Regions from separate parts of the Sus scrofa genome. Here region 2 is linked to region 1. The links are chromatin contacts, called in public promoter capture Hi-C maps. All regions are on one chromosome and are shown on one strand. Each heading gives the region's core, a stretch centred on a gene start, on an enhancer-like site or on the middle of the called end of the contact. The rest is flanking DNA. Distances are from core to core; before and after follow the strand shown. Region 1 holds the start of DYNC1I2 (dynein cytoplasmic 1 intermediate chain 2). Region 2 holds the start of DLX2 (homeobox protein DLX-2).

Region 1 (5,923 bases), core at 1,055-3,554:
TTTCTGCTACTGATTTTTCTTTTTCCTTAAGAGATTCCTAGAAGTCCTGGCTACTGTTTAGGCTACCACATAGAAAAAACCTGAGACTAATGTCACACTTAGGACAAACTATCTTAACAGTGCCTATTTAAAACAGTGATAAAAAAAAATATACAAGTATGTCTAAACAATTTCCAAAGGGACAAATGTACATTTCAATATAGGATCAAGTAAAATATCTCCAACTCAGGGTCAACGTACTTTTGCCACACATGATGAAATGATGCCCCAGATCAGAAGACATAAGTACCTAGTTCACCTTTATGATAGTATCAGACCCACCACCCATGCAGATATTTGCATGGATACCCATAAAGATATTTCAGTGACTAACTCATGATAATAATACCAATTAAACAATCCCCTAATTAATAATGCATATTTCTCTTTGCCATTATCTATTCTAAGAAATTACCAGCAGTTCAGACTAGTAAAATATTCAGATAAGTTTGAATTCCAAACTAAGTTATGATACATATGACTTTTATTCTTTTTTTTTTTTTTTTTTTTTTTTTTTAGGGCCACATCTGCAGCATATGGAAGTTCCCCGGCCAGGGGTCTAACTGGAGCTGCAGCTGCCAACCTACACCACAGCCACAGTAATGCCAGATCCAAGCTATGTCTGCCACCTACACCACAGCTCATGGCAATGTTGGATCCTTAACCCACTGAGCAAGGCCAGAAACTAAACCCACATCCTCATGGATACTAGTGGGGTCCACTGAGCTGAGGGAAATTTCACATAGCCAAGTTTTATAAGCTCTAACAAGGCAGATGCTTCTTGCTCTATATAGTAAACATACTCCTAGAAGACTAAATATGTACTTTGAACTTTTCACCTAGAGTGCTATATTTACAGTCACAACTGCTGGGATTTTTATCTGTACTCAAAGTATTATCTAGAGGTATAAGTACTTAAAATCCAATTATTTTATGTATATTTTTAAAAAGTCAAACATACTTCCTTTTTCTTCCTTTCTTCTTCTTTCCTCTTCTTTTCCTCTCTGATTTGGGCCAATCGCTGCTTCTTACGTTCCAACTCTGCCTTTAATTCACTTTTGTCAGACATGTTTGAGACCTTAAGAAGCATATAATTATTTACAATCATCATTCCACTGGCAAAAGCAGCACTTTTTTAAAAAATTAGTCTTTAAGAACTGTCTCAAGAGACCATATAGTTCAATTCTGTCTAAAGAGAACACAGAAACTCTACTTTTAAAATAATGGAAGCATATATATTACTAACACCGGAAAAACACTATAAACAAATGTATATAAGAAATAAATATTCAGAGTTGACCACGGTAGCTAGCACCTTTAATGTTCACATGCCCAAACGTAACACAATGTCTCTGGCTCTTAAAACAAATGATAAGGGGTTGGCATTAAAAGCTCCTAGGCTACAAAACACGGATCAAATCTATTACCAAAGTTTTGCATTCATTCCTAGAAACTGAATAAAACAGGCGGTGAGACAAAATTCCTATGAATTCTAAAACTACCGTGTAAAACTAATATTAAGGACAAGCAAAACCCCCAAATTACCATCAATAACTGTAAAATAAAGTATGTATGTTTTTAGTCAAAGCCCAACAACAAAGTGACGGAATAACTGCATACAGCTGACAGGCCCCGCTCTATCTCACAGAGGCCGGAGCCTCAAGACTGACATGTTCACTTTCTTAAAACTCCAAGGAAGAAATAGTCTCTGGAATTTTGTGCTACAACCTCCGCATTCGGGTACTTGGCAGCACAGACTGGGTGAGGGAAAACGCTGTCAACGCAAGTAGTAATGACTTTTCTTTATAAAATGGAGCAAGGGGAAAAGAAGTCACTTCTCCCCTGGGGTCACGGCTAAGAGGGCGCGGTCCAGAACAGGGCGTCCGGGGGAGGGGGCCTCGACACGCCTCGAGGCTCCTCGGGGCACCTCCGTAGGGTCCAGAAGGGAAGGGATGCAGTCGTTTTCCCCGGCCTTCCTGAGTCACCGCACCTGGCTCTTCCCGCCTCTCCCTCCGGGAACCAGACCGGGCGGCGCTGTCAGCAGATACTGCCAAGCCGCCCCTAGAGTCCTAACGTGAGACACAGGAGACAGAAGGGCCCAGAGCGAAGGGCAGTCAACCCACCTGTCAGATGGCGGGGTGTGGAAGAGACCGCCTGTCAGCAACTTCCCCGTAACGTCCCCTCTCCTTTGCCTTCAACGCCAACAGTCGCCGCCACTAGCTCCACGGCTTGCCCAAGCACACAAAGAGGGATGGGCGGCGGCTGCTACGGCAAGAGAGTAGGGACAAATGGCTTCACCACAACGAGGTCGCTCCAAAAAGGAAGTGAGGGGCTCTGCTGTGGGGAATTGCAGCCCCTCTGCGACTTACCTGTGTGAAGATGAAGCCAAGAGATGAGACAAAGAATCCACCCAGGGGCGCGAAGTGTTTCCGCTTTGCCGAAAACGGAAAGACTAAGCCTAATTGCCTGGGGCTGGGTAAGCAAACGCCGCCCTTGCCGCACAGATTGAAACTATCTGGGAGAACTACAAGCCCCAGCTTCAAGAGAAACCTGCGTGAGGCAAGCAATGCACTCTGGGAGTTGTGGCCAATGGTAGTCGCAAAGTGTGCTGGGACATGTAGTATTTCTTAGTCTTTGGCTTGCCCATGTACAGGCCTTCAAGTTTCCCAAAAGAAACTTATCACACTTCTCTTTATTGTAGTCTCATCTGTTGGTCAGTTCTCCCAATGTTGTATGTGTTATATCTTAGGATCTTTGACTCTACATTGCTAATTTTAAAAAATGTTATTTTCCAGTGGTGAACCTATGTATTACACTGCACATCTGAAGAACACTTTTTACAGTATGTATTATCAGTATTAGAAACAAAAAAACAAAAGCAAACCAACCAACCACGGTATAGAGGTTTCATGTGTCATCTTAAGCAAAATATAAAATATTAATTTTGAAAGTGTAGTGTAACATAATTCTGTCAAAAAATGTGAGAAATTGTGTTTAATTAGAAAAAGATTTGTCGGAGTTTCTGTTGTGGCTCAGCAGGTTAAGAACCCAACTAGTATTCATGAGCATGCAGGTTCAATTCCTGGTCACACTCAGTAGGTTAAGGATCTGATGTTGCTGCAAAGTGCTGCATAGGTTGCATATGCCTCTCTGATCTGGCATTGCTGTGGCTGTTGTGTAGGCTGGCAGCTGCAGCTTGGATTCAACTCCTAGCCTAGGAACTTACATATGCCACAGGTGTGGCCCTAAAAAAAAAAAAAAAAAGAAAAAGATTTATAAATCCTTACTCAGTTTTTACTAGTGTTTGTGGTTGTAAATTTGCTCATTGGGAGTGTTACTGTTATGAAAATTATCAATAAAGCCTCTGATTCCTGTATTTCCTCTTAAATTTCAGCCTGTACACATGGAATATTTATTTGAGCTTGCAAATAAAATGATTATTGTTACAATCAATGAATCAGTAAGAATATGTTAATCAGTATAGCAAATAATAATTTCTCAGTGTTTTGTTGCAATGTGGTAGGTAGCATTTGGGTTTTCTCTCAAACAATTTTTGAAAAGAAAACGTTTCATACTATTGAAATCTAAACCAAGCAAGAATGTTCCCACCATTTTAGATTTTTTTTTGTCTTTTTAGATTTTTTAATACACAAAGAAAGCAAAAGTTATAAGAATATGAATTTACTGGAAATATGTGGATTGAATCAATTTTTAAAAATTACTTAATTTAAAACATTATCTGGCAAGAATTAAAGCTTATACCAAACTAATGTTTTTATCATATTCTAGAAGGACATTGCCCAAATCTAGCGGTAATCCTTAGGATTCAAAATCTGAATACTTGGGCCTTTGTCTAGTCTTTACCTTGTCATGCCCTGCCTATATACAAGATAAATTTCTCAGAAATAAATCTGAGAAAGAATATCCTTCACATTCCAAGATTTTCCCCCATAACCTAAACTTTCAAAGAGCTTTATTACTGTATTACCTTTTAATTTTTTATTTTTTCCTAATATTGAGACTCCATTTACCAATTTAAAAAATTGCTATTGATTACCCACTATGTGCAGGTACTATATGGATTAGTAAGTTTGGTGTCTAAATATGTGCACTTGGGAGTTCACACTATGGTGCAACGAGACCTGCTGCATCTCCGGAGTGCTGGGACGAAGGTTGCAACCCTGGCCTGGCACAGTGGGTTAAGGATCCCGTGTTTCCGTAGGTTGTAACTGTGATTCAGATATGATTCCTGGCCCAGGAACTCCATATGCCATGTAACGGCCAAAAAAGATTTTAAAATAAATAAATAAATGTGTACACTTGATGTCCTTTGCAGTGTGGTGTGGCGCTGAGGAGAAAGACACGAGTTTGGGGCTGGCATTTAGGAGTCAGCTCTTTCTCTGTCACTACAATGTAGGGCAGAGCTCCAGGTATCTAAGAATTTTAAATTCAAACCCAGTCTTTGTCAAGATTGGAGGATGGAATACATATATTCTATTTAATTCTTTATTAGCTTGATTTTTAACTTTTAAATATATTTATATAGTATATAGCTTTCATTTATACTCTTTCCCAGGGTCCTAGAAATATCAGGGGCAGGTCAAGAAGAGAAAATTTGTGTTTAATTGGAAGATAGTACTAAAGAAACTACCCAGAATGCACTATGGAGAAACAAAAACAAAAACAAAAAAACAATATGTAAGAAAGATTTAGAAACATGGGGAATAGGAGTAGGTCTAACAAGCACCTCACAAACTTCTAGAAAGGAAGGGAAGAGAGAGTAGAGCAGAAGCAATTACAAACAAAGCAATTACAAACATTTTTACCACAACTGGTGAAAATCACCAATCCACAAATTCAAGAATTCCAATTAGTTGCAAATAGGATAAAGAGAAATCCAGAACTTGACAAAGTTGAATGTAACTGAAAAAACAAAAACAAAAACAAAAAACAAACACACACACACACAAAAATCAATCCTGGAAATAACCCTAATGCCCATCAACTGGAAAATGGATAAAATTGTAATATATCAATACTAGAGAATATTATTCAGCAACGGAGAGGAATGAACTATTCATATATGCAATGGCAAGAATGAATCCTGAAAATAGCATGCTAAGTGAAAGAAACCAGACATAAATGACTATATACTGATTGCATTTCAATGAAATCTTAGATAAGGCAGAATCCAAGACAATAACAAAGGCAGATCAGGGATTGCCTAGGGTTGGGATGGAGAGAGCGACTAACTGCGGAAGACATAAAAGAGAACTTTAAGAATCACGGAAATGGTTTGATAACTGTGACTTTGTAGTAAGTTTTGAAATCAAGACGTGTGAGACCTCCAACTTTGTGGGGGAGGGTTGTTTTTTCGTTTTCTTAATTTTAATAATTCCATGTGAATTTTAGGAAGGATATTTTTATTCTTGCAAAAAAGGCCATTGGGATTTTGGTTGTGATTATATTCAATTTGTACACATTTGGGGCGGGGGGGGAATTGCATCCAGTGGCTGGATATGGGATCTCAGCTCCCAGACCAGGGACTGAACCCTGGACCACAGTGGTAAAAGCTCTGAGTCCCAACCACTAGACCACAAGGGCATCCCTGTATATCTTAATGTTTATAGTAAGTCTTTTTTTTTTTGTCTTTTTGCTATTTCTTGGGCCGCTCCCGCCGCGGCATATGGAGGTTCCCAGGCTAGGGGTTGAATCGGAACTGTAGCCACTGGCCTACGCCAGGGCCACAGCAACTCGGGATCCGAGCCGTGTCTGCAACCTACACCACAGCTCACGGCAACGCCGGATCCTTAACCCACTGAGCAAGGGCAGGGACCGAACCCGCAACCTCATGGTTCCTAGTCGGATTCGTTAACCACTGCGC
Region 2 (5,923 bases), core at 1,045-3,544, 400 kb before region 1:
ATCCATCTCCATTCCCCCAAACGCTGTCTGAGCCCCGCTAAACCCCTCTCTGATCACTGTGGAGAGAAGCATAACTGCTCTGAACTGCAGACAAGAGTGTAGATTCTCTACTGCTGTCTCCCTGACTTTAGACCAAAGTGAAGAAGTCATGTGAATAGTGTGATGCAATGATCAGATAATTTAGGCAAACCCAGATTTGTGTCCAGATTATCAGAATTAATGTCTCAAGTCTTTTCTTGATTCTTCAAGTGCAGTTGTAAATTCTGCCTCTCTCTCTCTTTGTTCATTGCCTCTGGTCTTTTCTCCCACATGCACACAGTTCCTTGCTGTCCAGTTAATGGGGGCCTGGGGTCATAGTTCCTTCAAGGAAGGGGCTATTTTCCAGATCTCCGCTGACCTGGACTTTAGGCTATTAATGCAGGTTGTCATAGATAATAAAACAACACACTTGCCACCATGAATAGATCTGGAAGACATGTCTGGGGTGGGAAGAGAGGAACAGAGGAAAGAGAGAAGGCAAGACTACAGAAATTAGATCTTTTATATTTCACTTTCACGGGGAAAACAAGTTTCAAACTCAGGTCAAAACAGCTACCACTGTGGTGACAGAAAAACTTGGAATTTGGTGTCAAGACACCAAAAGGCAATCCTGATTAAATATCAAGAGGTTAACTTTGTGACTGGAGCCCACAAAGCAGCAGGCTATATGTCCCATGGCGGTGAGCCCCATCTCCCAAAGCTTTCTATCTAGCTCAGCCCTCTTCATCCAGGGGCATTTTGAAACCAAAAGGAAGACTAAGAACTAAATCTGGAAGATTTGAAGGTGGATTACCACCTCACTATTCTGCAGAGAGTGTTCTGTGTGGATGCTGGAGTTTTAATTACACACTTGCTTTTTCTGGGGAAGAAAACCAAAGATGATATTTTTCAAAGTATCAACTTGTTTTCCATTAGGCAGTTGTTGTAACAAGTTCTTTCAGCAAAATGTTATGTCTTTAGAAAGGGGTGCTTCAGATGGTGCGCACTAGCACAATTTTGTGGCTTTTAATTACTATTTTGTTCTTTTGGGGTGTTTCAAAGACTGGCGCCTAGGCGTGATTAAACCGTCTACTGGTCCCGCCGCAACCACAAACACCTCCACCAGGTGGCGCCACAAGGCAGGAACTGCGGAGTTCAGTAAAGTCGAGAGTTCTTCCACTCTGGGCCATGATTCCCAATCACCAGGTAATAGAGATAGAGAGGAGGTCGACACTTGAGACTTAAAAGAGGAAATTGCGATGATAGGGCAAAACATGGTCCTAAAGTGAAAAAATTGTAAAAACAGGGTTAAGTGCGAGAGATAAAACTTTTCTATTTGTTTCTGTAAACGTACCAAGTTTTGTAGCATCGAGATGACTCTCTCACTGAAAAATTATCCCATTTCCTTTTTCGTAAAAACGTGGAATTATAAAGTTAGAATGTACTTTGAAGGCCATCTGGTCAGTTTAGTCTAGCTTTCCTATAGAGGAAATCCTCAGGATCGTTTTATCAGTTGTCAATTAGCCACCAGATACACGTAATTACTCTGAGTCTCTGCATGTCAGAAAAGTACAAGGGAAAACGGTTTCAAATATATCATTAGCAATAACCTTAATAATAAGAGCAACCTTTGAATTTATATAGCTTTTCTCTCAAACGACAAGGAAAATAGTTTAAATAGTATCGAATTAATTGTCCTAATATCTCTGTGGGTCGGTTAGGAAGCAGGTATTATCCGTAGTTTATGGATAATTTAAATCAAATCAATTGGCTGGAGTGCAGAGTGGCTGAAAATAGTAAACACCAGACCCTTTGAGGAAAAGCGGAGCTAGAGCTGGCTGGGCTTTCGACACTGCTTTCCTTTAATTAATGTTGGAAAGCTGACCTCGGACATGAAGGTACGAATCACTGGAATTGGTTGGCACTTGTACGCAGAATGGAATGGGAGACCCCAATTTCCTCTTCCTCTGAGGCGAAATGCCGGTCTCCATCTTCACGCCTTATGACCTCCTGAAGCTGGCCACCCTGACTCCCCACCGCCCCCACTCCACTCCTCGCCCAGTAAGTCATATTCAGCAGCCGCCAGTCTGCACCCAAGACCAAGGCAGCAGCAGCGCCCGCACAGTGACACTGCCCCCCCCCCGTCGGGTGTTCCTGGGCGCCCTTAGATTCGCGGCCCGGCGCTTTCGATTGGCTGTTGCTAGGTGACGTCGCCTGAGCTCACGTGACGAGTGTTAAATGCCCACCCTGCAGGAGCCCGCCCCGCAGACAATCGTAAAGCAGCTCCCGGCAGCTCACCTGCTCCCACCTCCCGGAGCCCTGGCCAGGCCCCGCCACCCCTGCCCCCTCCACTGCCCGCCCCCTGCCCGAGCCCGCGCGGGGCAAAGGACCGAGCGGCCCGAGAGGCGGAGAGAGGATGCGGCCCGCGGCAGCTGTCCAGAGCAGTGCACGGTGATCGCCTCCCCCGGAGGAGGAGTTGCCTAGACCATTGCTACATTTCTTGTTTTCCTCCCCCCTCCCCCACTGTAATTACATTGGCTGCTGGAGGGGACTGCGAGAGACGGAGGAGGCGCCTCACTACCCCCCTCGCGCCCGCCACCCCGGCTCTTTCCCGTCCCGGGCCAGGATGACTGGAGTCTTTGACAGTCTGGTGGCTGATATGCACTCGACCCAGATCACGGCCTCCAGCACGTACCACCAGCACCAGCAGCCCCCGAGCGGCGGCGGCGCTGGCCCCGGCGGCAGCAACGGCAGCAGCCTCCACAAGCCCCAGGAGTCGCCCACCCTCCCGGTGTCCACAGCTACCGACAGCAGCTATTACACCAACCAGCAACACCCAGCGGGCGGCGGAGGCGGCGGTGGGGGCTCACCCTACGCGCACATGGGTTCCTACCAGTACCACGCCAGCGGCCTCAACAACGTCCCTTATTCAGCCAAGAGTGGCTACGACCTGGGCTACACCGCCGCCTACACCTCCTACGCGCCCTACGGGACCAGTTCGTCCCCGGCCAACAACGAACCTGGTATGCGTGGTTGACATCTAGGGTGCAAAGTCGGTCTGGTTACTGGGATGGGTGGGATAAAAATGATTGGGGCAGGGGTCCATCCGGAGCCCTCGCCTTTCACTCTGCCGGCTCCCCGCTCGCCCCTCGCCCTTTACCTCCTCAACTTCCAGTCGGCCGAGGATCACTGGGTATGTCCCTCGGTACTCAGTTTGTGGGACCAGGTCGCCTCGGCGGCCGAATGGGTGCACTGTGCATGCCTCGGTAACCTCATTTCCTTACCACCTGCTGCTCTTTTCTCCCGCTTTTGCTCCCGTCCTCCCTTCCCTGGAGGAGCTAGCTCCCTGGTTTGGTGGCGGCATGGGTCCGCCCATGGCGAAGTTGTGCCTGAGCGCCGCAGAGCGTCCCCAAGAACCCGCCTCCCAGCTTAGGCCAGGTTCCACGCTCCCCTCCTGGCGGGCGGGAACTCCTGGGCTCCCCTGATCGCGCGGTTCTCATGATTCCGCTTCACTGCAGAGAAAGAGGACCTCGAGCCTGAAATCCGGATAGTAAACGGGAAGCCAAAGAAAGTCCGGAAACCTCGAACCATCTACTCCAGTTTCCAGCTGGCAGCTCTTCAGCGGCGTTTCCAAAAGACTCAATACCTGGCACTGCCCGAGCGAGCCGAGCTGGCGGCGTCTCTGGGCCTCACCCAGACTCAGGTGAGGGCTCGCGGCCTGGGAGGCACGAGGAGGGCGCTGGCCGGGGATGGCCGAGAAGCAGGCGGGTTCAAGACTGTGTCTTTAAAATATTTTTAGAAGTGATTTTAAGGATTTCGAGGCCGTGCGTGCCTTGGGCGGCCTAAACTTCTACACCGGAAGCTGAAATCCCCCAGGGGGCCACTTCGTGTGAGAAAAGGAAAGAACGAGGGTGGGCAGAAATCTCGCACCAAGCTGTCTTCCAGCGCACTACTGATTAAGCGGGTAAAACAATTGGCTCTACTGACCCTCTCCCGCTGTCACCACCCCCTCAGGGCACACACATCAGCCGTCTCGGGTTGTTTTGTTTTGTTTTGTTTTTTTGGAGTAGGAACCAACAGAGCCTCCGAGACGACGGCACGTGATCGGCTTACCTGCCTACGGTGGCCCCTCTCACCGGCCGTCTTCCTACGCCTTCTCCCCACCCCTGCCCTAGGCCGAAGTTCTCCCACTAATGCTCAGGTCCCTTTTCCACAAAGGTCAAAATCTGGTTCCAGAATCGCCGATCCAAGTTCAAGAAGATGTGGAAGAGCGGTGAGATCCCTTCGGAGCAGCACCCGGGGGCCAGCGCCTCGCCACCTTGTGCTTCGCCACCGGCCTCGGCACCCGCCTCCTGGGACTTCGGTGCGCCGCAGCGGATGGGAGGCGGCGGCGGCCCGGGCAGCGGTGGCAGCGGCGCGGGTAGCTCCGGCTCCAGCCCGAGCAGCGCGGCCTCGGCTTTCCTGGGCAACTACCCGTGGTACCACCAGGCCTCGAGCTCCGCCACGCACCTGCAGGCCGCGGCGCCGCTGCTGCACCCGACGCAGACCCCGCAGCCGCATCACCACCACCACCATCACCACGGCGGCGGGGGCGCCCCCGTGAGCGCGGGGACGATTTTCTAACCCCCAGAGACCGCGCCAGAGACTGAGAGAGCAGAGACCAGTTATTCTCAAAGCTCGCCCCCAGAGCCAGAGGGTCCCTCCGGCTGGCCTGATGATGCCGGCGGTGGCAGCCCGGGCAGGCCGACCCCAGACCCTGCTCCCTGGCGGGGCCACTGCGCAACCAGGGGCTGGAAGGCGTCTTCTCGCCCCCATGGGCTCCTCTAGGAGAAACCTGGCATCCGCGTGGCGAAGGCTGCCTGTCACGGCTGCCTTTCCAACCTGAGCCCCGCCTCAGACTTGCCTCCCCGCCCCCCTCCACTCCCCGCCCGGCGAGGCAGTCCGGCGCCTTTTTCGCCGCGGGCCGCGAGCTGAGTCCCAGAGAGGGACACCTCCCCCGCCCGCGAGGCTGCCCGGGCCCTCTGAGGCTCCTTTCTCCTCGCCCGCCCCCGGGCTCAGCTCCTGTCCTCTAGGGTTATTGACCTCCCGGCTCCTGCCAGCCCGCCCTGCCCCCCCCCACGCCCCCTTGACCTGGGCGGCCCGCCGCTTTTTTTCTGCCCTATGGTTTCCAGTCCTTGGAGCCCCCGTCCCTCCCCCGCCTTAGGTCTTCTCCCAGGAACGCTTCCTTAACTTTCTCCTCATCCTTCACCGGTGGAGTTTTTTTATTTTTATTTTTTTAAAAGTTTAGGTGCCTTTGCGGATGACCTCATTTTGATGTCGGGGAAAAAATGATTTTTTAATATGTGGACACTGCAAAAAAATGTGTTTAAATTATCTTTTTTAAACTTATTCAGGAGTATTAACCTGGACTTCGACATAGCGTTTGTAAATAAAGGTGTCTGAGCAGATTTTCCCACTGATTTATTTGTATAAAAAACACCCATCTTTTCAGGCTTTTTTGTAAATCCCCACTTGTGAAAACTGCGGTTTAGCAGTGACCTCAGCAACCCCTCCGTTTTATTTTTCCCTTTGAAAAATTTTCTCAGTTTAACTAAGCTACTGATTTGGATTTGTTTTATCTTATCCTAAAGTCTTTGTTCTTGAAATGAAAGGTATTTTGGGGTTATTTATTATGAAAACAACATGCTCTTAATGTTGATTTTACAATATGAAGAGATTATTTAAATAAATTATTGTTTTCATTGGATGCGTGCCCTTTTTCCTTGGTGTCACGACCTGGAGGCTCGAGCCGCTGCCCAGGCAGGGAACTAGGTCAGCCAAGAGTGACATTTTACATCTTTTCGGAGGCTGCGAATTGCGGTGAGATGCGGCGAGGCGAGGACAGGTGCACTCAGCGCAGGGCCGC

Evidence for each region. Promoter capture Hi-C pulls out the DNA fragments that hold promoters and counts their contacts.
Region 2: a promoter capture Hi-C map of fetal skeletal muscle shows a contact between it and region 1, with 8 times the contacts expected there. The contact joins the promoter of DLX2 here to the promoter of DYNC1I2 in region 1. A contact is called at or near these places in 4 of 5 promoter capture datasets (fetal liver, fetal skeletal muscle and liver), 9 of 47 Hi-C or Micro-C datasets (embryonic fibroblasts, epiblast stem cells, fetal heart ventricle and 5 more) and 1 of 2 datasets of contacts at active chromatin or transcription factors (alveolar macrophages).

The regions. Positions count from the first base shown.
Region 1 is chr15:77,799,982-77,805,904 of Sscrofa11.1, reverse strand. DYNC1I2 (dynein cytoplasmic 1 intermediate chain 2) reads right to left here and starts at 2,304. Exons shown (of 17, transcript NM_001243495.1): 1 at 2,163-2,304; 2 at 1,001-1,117. The coding sequence starts at 1,108.
Region 2 is chr15:78,200,635-78,206,557 of Sscrofa11.1, reverse strand. It overlaps DLX2 (homeobox protein DLX-2), which reads left to right and starts at 2,294. Exons shown (of 3, transcript XM_003133477.4): 1 at 2,294-3,041; 2 at 3,537-3,721; 3 at 4,237-5,862. The coding sequence starts at 2,645. The coding sequence ends at 4,641.